2 separate regions of the Sus scrofa genome follow, and region 2 is linked to region 1. The links are chromatin contacts, called in public Hi-C maps. All regions are on one chromosome and are shown on one strand. Each heading gives the region's core, a stretch centred on a gene start, on an enhancer-like site or on the middle of the called end of the contact. The rest is flanking DNA. Distances are from core to core; before and after follow the strand shown.

Region 1 (5,580 bases), core at 2,585-5,084:
TCCTCTCCCACCTTCCTCCTTTGGTAACCATAAGTGCATGTATCTTTTCAAATTATGGTTTTCTTTGGATACATGCCCAGGAGTGGAATTATAGGATCATATGGTAGCTCTATATTTAGTTTCTTAAGGAACCTCCATACTGTTCTCCATAGCGGCTGCACCAATTTACATTCCCACCAACAGTGTAGGAGGACTCCCCCATTCTGTCTTTAACCCATGCTTTTTTTCCCTTTTTCTTTCTTTTTTTTTTTTTTTTTTTTTTTTTTTGCCTTTTGGGAAGTTCCCAGGCTAGAGGTCGAATTGCAGAGCTGCAGCCGCCGGCCTATACCACAGCCACAGCAATGCCAGATCCAAGCTGAATCCATGAGCTGCACTGCAGCTCACAGCAACCAAATACTTAACCCACTGAGTGAGGCCACGGATCGAACCTGTGTCCTCATGGATACTAGTCTAGTTTGCTACCACTGAGCCATGACGGGAACTTCCTGTCCTGTACCTTAAACGTGATTCTACTATGCTCCTTTCTCATCAAGAGATGGGGCCTACACCCCCTCTCCTTGAGTCTGGGCTCTGTGCCACCTTGACCAGTAGCAATCTTGACCAGTGGTGGAAGTGACATTGTGCCAGTTGCCAAGCCCAGGCCTTAAGACACGGGCAGCCTCCACTTTGTCTCAGGACACTCACCTTGAGAACCTTGAGCTGCTACTTAGGCTGCTGAGGCCTCTGGGCTGTGAGGAATCTGGGTTGCATGAATAGACCATGGGTAGGTGTGCTGGCCAAAAGCCAGCATCACCCATCAGACATGAGAGTTACAATGCATCCAGATGATGCCAGCATGAGCGGGCAGCATGAGAGGGTCAGCCCGCCCTCTAAACTTCAGGTTTCCCGGCTGAGACCCCAGACGTCATAGACTAGAGAATAGTCATCCCCACTGTGTTCTGTCCCAATTCCTGACACACAGAATCTGTGGTTGTTTTATGCTGTTGCATTTTGAGGTGGCTGGTCACACAACAAAGATAAATGGGATCATTCTTCATTGTAGTAACTCCTCAATTCCTTTGCTCATCTCTCAATTTTTATTTATTTATTTATTTATTTTTGTCTTTTGTCTTTTTAGGGCCGCACCTGCAGCATATGGAGGTTCCCAGGCTAGAGGTCTAATCGGAGCTACAGCTGCCGGCCTTCGCCAGAGCCACAGCCACGTGGGATCCGAGCCGTGTCTGCGACCTACACCACAGCTCACGGCAACACTGGATCCTTAACCCACTAAGTGAGGCCAGGGATCGAACCTGAAACCTCATGGTTCCTAGTCGGATTCGTTTCCACTGTGCCACGAAGGGAACTCCTCAATTTTTTATTTTCATGTGGCAAAAACGCAACCCCTTATTCCACACCTGCAGCCTCAGAGCTGAATATGCCAGATTTCTCATTTTACTGGGATTAAGAGGCACAATCCCTAAAAATGGCGCCTACCTACCCCCACCTTTCCCCACACTCTCCCTTGTTCTCTCCACCCCTCCTCGCTGTGCCTTCACTGGCCTGCCTGGTGTGTTCTTGCCTCAGGGCCCTTGCACTCACTCTCCCCACTGCCTGAGAGCCTCCTTCCCAGAGCTCTGCAGAGCTGGCTCTTTTACTGATGCAAGTCTCAGCTCCTATGTTATCTTCTCAGAATGGATTTTTTTAACCAACCTACCGAAAACTGCAAACAGCCCTCCAGCCCTACTCCAGTATGTCCTATTTTCTTTTTCTTTCTTTCTTTCTTTCTTTCTTTCTTTCTTTCTTTCTTTCTTTCTTTCTTTCTTTCTTTCTTTCTTTCTTTCTCTTTCTCTCTTTCTTCCTTTCTCTCTTCCTTTCTCTCTCCCTTCCTTCCTTCTTTCTTTCATTCTTCCTTCATTGTTTCCTTGCTTCCTTTCTTTTTGTTCTCATTCTTGGCCACTCCTTGGCATAAGGAGTTCCCAGGTGAGAGATCAGATCTGAGCCACAGTTGTGACCTAGGGCACAGCTGCAGATCCTTTAATCCACTGTGCTGGGCTGGGGATTGAATCTACATCCTGCCACTGTAGAGATGGTACCGATCCCATTGTGCCACAGTGGGATCTCCTGTTTTTTATATCCAGTTTTCCTTCTCTGCTTTCTCTCTCTCCTCCAAACCTAGCTCCCCTGATATTTACTATCCATTTTTCTTTTTTTCTATCCCCTCCTCCCATGTTACAATGCAAGCCCTGAGGAGATAGAAATGTTTGCTTCATTTAATGCTATTGGCAATTTTCTGGAATAGTGCCTGACACAGAGTACATGCTTAATAGATATTTTAGAACCAGACACCCTCCATTCTAGGGATGTGCTTCTCCATTCTGGGCAAGGCCCTGCCCAAACACTGTAGCAGAAATCCCCCTGCATCATTAAGCCTGGTTGTCTCACAGTCTTTGGTGACTCCTTCTTGGGGACACGTCCATATCTAGTCCCTCTGAGATGCAGCTTCCTGGCCACATTGGCCTCTGCCTTTTCTGGAGCCGCTGAGCTACATTGCTTCTCTACCCAGGCAAAAGCACTCAGCTCCCAGTTGCAACTCTTGTCCTCCCTCTGCTCCCTGCCCCCACTCCCTGAGTTCCCTGCACCCCAGGCTACAGCCCCATCCCAAGCGTCCAAGCAGGCTTAGGCAGGGTGTGTGCAGGGGGACTCAGGCCTGGGCAGCAGCATGCCTGCCCCATGCTCTCCCACCCTACCCCCCACCCCCAGGCCCAGTGGTACAACAAAGACCCTGCGGAAATACACCCGCATTCCCTGGTGGCTGCCCATGTCCAAACCCCAGGTTCTGGAAGCTCTTTTTATCGCCTTCCCCGGAACAAAGAGCAGATATGCAAACAGGACCCATGAAGGTCAGTTAGGAGAGAACCCAGCCTCATCTGTGCTCAGCTGAACTAAGAGGCTGCCCATGTGTCTGCACTTGGTATGTGTTTCCTGGAGTTTGCCTCAATTGGAAACGTCCACAGTAGCTTATTGATCTTAGGCAAGGTGTTTAACCTCTATGGGGACTTTGTTGTTTATAAGAAAAATTCCTTGTTTCTGGGGTTATTTGGAAATTAAGTGAGATAAGGTAGGCTTTAGGAGCCTTACACAATGATAGGATGAGCAATAACGGTTTGCTCTCTTCCTTTCCTTTGTTCTCAGGTGAAGTAGAATCTCAGTGAGAGAAGAAGCCCCTCATACCATCTTTATGTCCTTCATGTTCCCCATAGCTCAAAGGATAGTGCTTTGCCTGAAATGTTTAGTAGATGTGTTTATTATACTCCCAGGGTTCCACCCTGAATTGTACCAGAGTATACAAAGGTTTCCAAAGCAAGAATATTTCAAAGACTCTTAGTTGAAGGCCCCTTGGTCTAGGGCTCTTTAAACAATTATATTAATTACAATTGTGCTAAGGAGAGAGATTAGTGCTGAGACTCTTTGAATTATTTTGTCGTGCCTATTCTTCTAAATAAGTAATTCATTAAATATATATAATAGATAAAATAGCTCTGTGGGTTTTTTCCTTTCTTCAGGTCTTACTTGATTTACCATTTAATGCCTGGAAGTGAGGAACCAAGAATCAGGAAACAGTTTATAGCCTCAGAGATGAGAGTAATAATTTCTAATAGATAGGAGGGTCTAAATCCATATTTATTCAATGAAAAAATAATTTAAAATATTACTAGGATTGCAAGTGGTGCCAAATTTGAATATTTTGATTAAAAAGAAATGTATTTGCTTCCACTAAGAGGACTGAACAGTAACAAACCATGAGTTCCCTTTCATAGTGTACATTTTTCAACAAGTTCTTCTGCTTGTTTGTTTTAGAGGGTCAAACACTCAGTGACTGTTTCATTCTGCTGAACTTTGAACCCTTCCCCTTCAAGCCGTGATCATTTCTTTTTTTCTTTTTCTTTTCTTTTTTTTTTTTTTTTGTCTTTTTGCCATTTCTTGGGTGGCTCCCGCGGCATATGGGAGGTTCCCAGACTAGGGGTTGAATCAGAGCTGTAGCTGCCAGCCTACACCAGAGCCACAGCAACGCTGGATCCAAGCCGCGTCTGCAACCTACACCACAGCTCACGGCAATGCCGGATCAAGTTAACCCACTGAGAAAGGGCAGGGATCGAACCTGAAACCTCATCGTTCCTAGTCGGATTCGTTAACCACTGCGCCACCACGGGAACTCCCTGTGATCATTTCTTTACTTGTCATTCTTGTGCAGTTTCATCTCTTTCCCCATCGCCTGGTGCGCACTCTCTCTCTTTTCCTCCCTCCCTCCCACCCAGATATATACCTCTCACATCCAGGCCTCCACACATCAGCCTTCCTTTGTTTCTGCTCTTTGCCTGGCTAACTCCTGGGAGCATCATTTCAGCTATAGTTGCTTCTTCTTCTGGGAAGCCCACCCGGACCACACCTGGAGAATGGCCTCCTCTAACAGAATAAAGGCCTGGGTCCTGTTCCTTCCCTTCCCAGCTCAGTGCACAGTTTCTAATGCAGGGCACATTCTCTAGGAACACATAGCTCTGCTGAATGAATGGAAGGCCTGGCTCCTTGGCACCTTCGAACAGAAGTCACAAAATGTCATTGGAAAGATGATTGTTTCATGAGTTCAGTGAAATATTTTATATATTGGCAGCCAACTCCCATAGCAGCAAGGCTGTACATGTGCCAAGCTTTCAATATCCATGAATAATCCTTTATAAAAAGTCTGGCAGAATCTTGTAGACGGAGGGGCAGCATACTTAGAGCTGATCAGAAGGCAAGAGGAAATTTGAGAATGAAGTTATGATCTAGAAAGTAGTAGAAAAATTTATATAAGAAAGTTCACAGCAGCATTATTCATTACAGCCAAAATTTTGGAAACAAATCAAATGTGCATCAACTAATGAATGGACAAAGTGTGGCATACTCATACAATGGAATATTATTTGGCCATGAAAAGGAATGGAGTTCTGAGGGATGCTACCACACAGATGAACCTTGGAAACATTAGGCTCAGGGAAAGAAGTCAGTCACAAAGGGTCATATACTGTATGATTTAATTTACATGAGATATACACAATAGGCAAATCTATAAAGGCAAAAAACTAGATTAGTGGGCTAGGGCTGGAGTAAGGGAAGGGAGGAGGGGGAGTAAATGGCATGAGGTTTCTTTTGGGGGATAATGAAATGTTCTACCCTTAGATTGTGATGATCACTGCATAACTCTATGGATATACCCCAAACCATTGAATTGTACGGTTTCAATCAGCAAATTGCATGGTACATGATTATCTCCCAATAAAACTGTTTTTGAAAAATAGTAGAGAACACTTGTTGCAAAGTTATACCTCAGTGAACTGTGAAAAAATAATTTTTTAAATAACCTTTACTTGTAAGAGTTCTACTTGGTGCTTCTTGGTAGGTAAAAAACCAAACCTCTAAAATCTGGGCCTTTTGCATAGCCCAGGAAGTCCCACTCACTGCTGACCTGCCAAGAGTTGAGGAGTTACAATGCCAAGACACTAAAACTGCCGGCCAGGCTGCTACAGTGTGATGAATGGAAGGGAGAAAGCTGTAAATGAGGTG
Region 2 (5,723 bases), core at 1,424-3,923, 77 kb before region 1:
CCTAAAAAGACATAAACAAACAAACATCCTACACGGTTTCACCCTCCCCAGCCTGGGAACTTTCATACACCACAGGAGTGGTCCTAAAAAGACATAAATAAACAAACAAACAGACAAACATCTTGCACTGTTTCACCCTCCCCAAGCCTAGGAACTATGGAACACTACCTTCTCAAGGAGTTCCCGTCATGGCGCAGCAGAAACAAATCTAAGGAACCCTGAGGTTGTGAGTTTAATCCCTGGCCTCGCTCAGTGGGTTAAGAGTGTTACTGTGAGCTGTGGTGTAGGTCGCAGACATGGCTCAGATCTGGCGTTGGCTGCAGATACAATTAGACCCCCTAACCTGAGAACCTCCCAAAAAAAAGACAAAAATAAATTTAAAAAAATAAATAAATAAAGGTAACTTCCCAAGCAGTAAGCCTCCTCAGCATGGTCATTTCTGCCCTCTCTCTCCCTGGCGGTGGATACAGCCACCTCTACTTTCTCCCACACTCGAATCCACACTTCTCTGCTATCTTACTGAGAAGTAAGCTCCATGTTGAGCTTCCTTCCTCAAATTGGCTTTTCCTAATTTACTCCGCACAGCAAAGCCTGAATGTGTGTTTTAATGAAAACAGGCTTTTTTTGTTGCCATTTCAACATCACTCCTATAGGAGCTCCACTCTGAAATGCAAAAGTGCATTTTCCTATTCTGATAGCTAAAATGGCTCACACAGGTGGGCCTTTGTGGCAGAGGGGGGTGCTGCAGCTGGGGGAAGCGAGGGTGGCATCGCAGGAAAGAACATAGCAAAATGTGCCCAGAACGACGCCCTGGGGAATACTGGGGCTCACTACCTTACTTCCTCCTCCAGAGGGCGCTCCTGGTTTCTGGAAAAGATGGGGAACTTTCCCTCCCAGTCTGCACTTAGGCCCCGCCCACTGCTCTGGGGGGGTCAGAAGGGGAGTGTTACTGAGTGTGTTTTGGTTCATAGAATGAAGGTGATAGCATACACTTGGAAGTTTCTGATGGGGCCAGAAGGCCCATGGGGAACTCCGGCCCCATGTGCCATTAATAGGTGCTCAGTCACTGTTGCTTTTCTTTCTTCTTTGATCTATCAGCAACTTTTTTTTTCCTTTGCTTTTTGCTTTTTAGGGCCGCATCAGAGGCAAATGAAAGTTCCCAGGCTAGCAGTCTAATTGGACCTACAGCTGCTGGCCTACACCACAGCCACAACAATGCCAGATCAGAGCATCGTCTGTGACCAACACCACAGCTCACCGCAATGCCAGATCCTTAACCCACTGAGGGAAGCCTGGGATCCAACCTGCCACCTCATGGTTCCTAGTCGGATTTGTTTCCACTGCGCCAGGACGGAATCTCCATATCAATAACATTTTAAATAACTGTTCTGGAGTTCCCATTGTGGCACTGTGGAAACAAATTCGACTAGTATCCCTGAGGATACAGGTTCAGTCCCTGGGTCCGGGACCCAGCATTGCTGTGGCTGTGATGTAGGCCAGCAGCTGGAGCTTCGATTCAGTCCCTAGCCTGGGAACTTCCACATGCCTCAGGTGCGGCCCCAAAAAGCAGAATAAATAAATGATTGTGTTTATGTTTCTTTACATTTTTCCTTTTGCTTTTCTTTTATTCTTCAAATGGAAAAGGAAGGAAGGAGGGAAGAGAGGAGGGGAGGCAGGAGGCAGGGAGGGGCAGAGCCTCATACATTACTTATCCCAGTGATTATCTGAGTTGTTGTTTTGGGTAATCTGATTATGACGGTTAATCAATTGCCGGATCCTGTGGGAAAGCTGGAAGAAAGAAGTACAAGGACATCCTCTTTTTAAATTAGAAGGATGAGCTGTTAATTTCTCAGGATGTGCCTGGCACGTAAAGCTGTTGAAGACACCATGGGAGACCCACGCAACTATAGAAACATGTGGCCGGACCTCCCCTCCACATGCTGCCCAACTGCAACCCAACCTCCCTCAGCTCCCAGGACACAAGCAGGGACAACTCTGGAGTACGCTATGCTGGGGGCCAGGAGCTGGTGTATCCAGTTAAGAATATGCAGATTGCGACCTGCCGCTTGTGGAGGCAAGAGGCACCCACATGGGGGCAGCAGAGAGTTCCCTCAGCATGCCAACTCCCACTTTGCGGGAAGTGGAAACCGTGGGGTCTAAAAAATTACACCTAACAGAATTCGCTCAGCTCATCAACGTATACGGAGCGCCTATTAGAAGTCTGGAAGTATTTATAGATAACCGATAGGAAGGAGTAAGGGAGGAATTTCTTCCCCAGTGTAAAGTGAGACTTGGGAGAAATTTCCCCCAGAATAAAAGCACCCGCGCTGGTCACAGAGACACCGGGGGGCAGGGCTGGGGGGCGCTGCGGTGGGGCGGGTGATGCGTGTGGGCTGGCGCCGCCTGGAGTCTGTCCCCGACTCCAGCGCGCCGGCGGGAACCGGGCAGCGGGACACTGCGGGCTGGGTTCCAGGCGGGGTCCCTAGGAAGGGGCTGTTTTGTCAAAGGGTGGGGAGGCTCCGAATCGGAAGTACCCCCAAGGCGCCCAGCTGCCCGGCCCGGTCCGGGAAGCCTGGCGCGCTCGTCGCTGAGCCCGGTTGGGCACGGGCGGGGGCACAGCACGGGGAGGGGAGGGGAGAGGAGAAGAGAAGGGACGAGGAAGGAGGCCGGTCCCCGCCGGCTGCCGCCAGCCCCGCCGCGCCCCCGTGTGGCCGCCGCGCGCAGCTGCGCCACGTAGGGAACAAAGCGCAGCCACGAGTGGGGGCGAGGCGGGGGCGGAGCCGCGGGGAACGTGGGGGCTCTGGCTCTGCGGTTCCAAGGCAGGCTGGAAGGCCCCACAGAAGGATCTACGCCCCAAGTAGAAAAAACTATAACGCCAGACATGGCTGCTGCGGGAGATTCTGCGTAGCCGGGCAAGCAGGCAGGGGAGGAGGTGCTGTGACTCCCCACCCGCTGGGAAAGATTCCCGCACAGAAGCCTCCATCCGAGCGCTGAGCAGAGATCGGACTCGGGATGGAGTTTGAGGGAGAGAGAGGAGAGCTCACTGCTTTAGAACAGAAGCTCCTGTTCATTTAGCCAGGTCCAGCAGAGCCATGTTTAAGAGGGGACGAGAGACAGTGGTGGCCCCCGGATACCTCACCCTCCGAGGCCGGGATATGGACTAAGGTCAGCGGAGATGCAGAGAAGCACATAGCAGTGGTCCCCCACCCTAGGCTCCCGTGTGCACAGTCTACCAGGAGACCCTCTGCAGTATCACCATCCCCAGAGCAAGGGGAACCTCTCCTGGCCAGGACCCTTCGTCACCCGATCACACTGCCCTTTGTCCCTTGGTCTTTGCCATCTTCTGCTTTCAGAAGCTACCCTTGTCTAGCATCTCCTCTGGAGAAGGGAGTGCCACTTTCTCCTACAAAACAAAACCCAGAGCTGCCGGAGTTGGCAAGGGGAGAAGACTCTGCTGGGCACACTGCCATGGGTGCTGCCATTCCTGATTCCATGCTGTGGCCCCAAACTGGGTGTGGGACCCCTCCCTTAACCCTTGTGCTTGCCTGAGACCAGGCTGGAGTATCCACCAAGGCTTGAAGTGGGTAGGGGGCGGTGATCAAGGAAGAGAAGCAGATGCAGACCGTTCTGACCCTCTGCTTTCGGAGACACAACTTCTTAGTCAGCATCCTGGGCCAGTTCATCTTTGTTCCATGACCCACATCCTGGGGGGGGGTCACAGCAAGTCCCCATCCACCTCTCAAGGCCAGTCTCAGAGAACCTCCTAGATCCCAGGGGATGGCCACACACACACACACAGGCCACTGAACTGGGCCCCTTATCAAGGGGAAGGGATAAAAAATCATTCCTTTCCACATGGACTTTGGCCAGAAGGATCCTGTCTTCTCCAGCTCTGCCCCCTCTGCCGGGCTGTTGCTCACAGGGCAAAAACTGACTGGTATCGAGCATTTCTATAGAGGATGCTGATGGAGCATCCACTGTGTGTGCACTTTCCACCCTCCCTTTCAGCCCTGCAGTTTCCTTCCAGAGCTGGAACAGTGAGGTCTGCTTTCAACCCCAAGGCTAGGTCAGTTTCCCCTTAAACCTGTCCCTTCCTCTATTCCTCAGCTTCTAGCCTCCAGCACAGACCTCTTCCCCTGTGAGGTGGTTGTTTCCTCACAGTTACCACCCACTCCAGTCTCATCAGTAAATGGCTGCTGAGACTGTCACTTGAGAGCTTTGATGACGTCCGTGCCTGATGTCATTATCAATTGATTAAATACAAGTTCCTGTGGTCATTGGCATTGATTCTGTGGACTCAGATATCAGGTCTTGGGTTAAGAAGTAACTTGCCTGATGACACACTTTCTTGGAGAAAGCCATCAAATCCATCTTTTTGTTTTTTTGCTTTTTAGGGCTGCACCTGCGGCATATGGAGGTTCCCAGGCTAGGGGTCAAATCAGAGCTGCACCTGCTGGCCTACACCACAGCCACAGCAATGCCAGATCCAAGCCACTTCTTTGACCTACACCACAGCTCACGGGGCAATGCCAGATCCTTAACCCACTGAGTGAGGTCAGGGATCAAACCCACAACCTCATGGTTCCTAGTCAGATTTGTTTCTGCTGCGCCACGATGGGAACTGCCAGAGAAATCCATCTTGATTTATATATTCTAGCCCAGTGCAGACCTTGACTAAAAAGGGCCAGATAGTAGATATTTTAGGTTTCGCAGGGGCGAACAGTCTCTGCTACAACCACTCAGCACTGCAGTGGGAGTGAAGTAGCCACGGACAATGCATAGTAAATGGACTCAGCTGTGTTCCAATAAAACTTTATTTACAAAAACAGGCACAGAGCTGGATTTGGCTCCCAGACTGTAGATTACTCTTTTCCACCCTTGATGTGTATTTCGGCATCGTGGCTTAACAGAGCAGATTAAGTGGGTGAAAAAGACCTCAGCTTGGCCCCAGAACACCTGGGTGGCAGGGCTAGGCTTGCACCTCATAGCTGGCAACCTCTGAATCTCTGTTTTCTCACCTAAAAATGGGGATCATGGGAGTTCCCATCATGGCTCAGTGGTAATGACCCCAACTAGTGTCCATGAAGATGTGGGTTCGACACCTGGCCTTTCTCAGTGGGTTAAGGATCCGGTGTTGCCATGAGCTGTGGTGTAGGTCGCAGATGTGGCTTGGATCTGGCGTTGCTGTGGCTGTGGTGTAGGCCAGCAACTACAGCTCCAATTCGACCCCTAGCCTGGGAACTTCCATATGCTGCTGGTGTGGCCCTAAAAAGACATAAATAAATAAATAAATAAGGGGATCACCGTGGCTGTTTCGGATAAGAGAGACCACTCCTAACACCCCATTTTCAGAGGCCTCTGATGGGGTGAAATTAGCTGTGAGCTTCACACCCTCTGAGCGCTTTGATAAACTCTATGCATATAAATTACCCACTGTGAGTCTGAGGACCATCTGAAGGCTAAAGGACATGGTGGGGGGGGCAGAGGGTCCTGCTGTGACTGGCCCTGGGTACTTGACTTGGTAGTTTCCCAAGAAGCTGAAAACTCTGGAATATTATCACCTTCTCTTTTGCATTCTTTGAAACATTGGTCAGCAGGCTGATGATTTTGCACAGCTCTCTAATTGCCATGACTTCAGTTTCTACTCTCTCAGCTCCAGCTGAGCTGATGGCAGCTGCAGGGCAGAAATTCTTTCCAGAACCAGAGCAAGAGTAGGAGAAGCA

The links. Hi-C and Micro-C count contacts between places; a contact is called where the count stands out from the background.
Region 2: a Hi-C map of liver shows a contact between it and region 1, with 3 times the contacts expected there. The contact joins two enhancer-like sites. A contact is called at or near these places in 2 of 5 promoter capture datasets (fetal liver and liver), 11 of 47 Hi-C or Micro-C datasets (alveolar macrophages, brain, embryonic fibroblasts and 7 more) and 1 of 2 datasets of contacts at active chromatin or transcription factors (alveolar macrophages).

What each region holds. Positions count from the first base shown.
Region 1 is chr1:97,523,210-97,528,789 of Sscrofa11.1, reverse strand. No RefSeq gene overlaps it. Among named protein-coding and RNA genes, the nearest start is that of SMAD2, 42 kb to the right of the region's middle. Within about 2 kb of position 3,834, at least 2 of the 83 cell types and tissues checked have an H3K27ac peak or open chromatin away from gene starts, as enhancers often do. A contact at or near this core is called in fetal liver and liver, where this site is marked.
Region 2 is chr1:97,598,836-97,604,558 of Sscrofa11.1, reverse strand. No RefSeq gene overlaps it. Among named protein-coding and RNA genes, the nearest start is that of SMAD2, 120 kb to the right of the region's middle. Within about 2 kb of position 2,673, at least 52 of the 83 cell types and tissues checked have an H3K27ac peak or open chromatin away from gene starts, as enhancers often do. A contact at or near this core is called in fetal liver and liver, where this site is marked.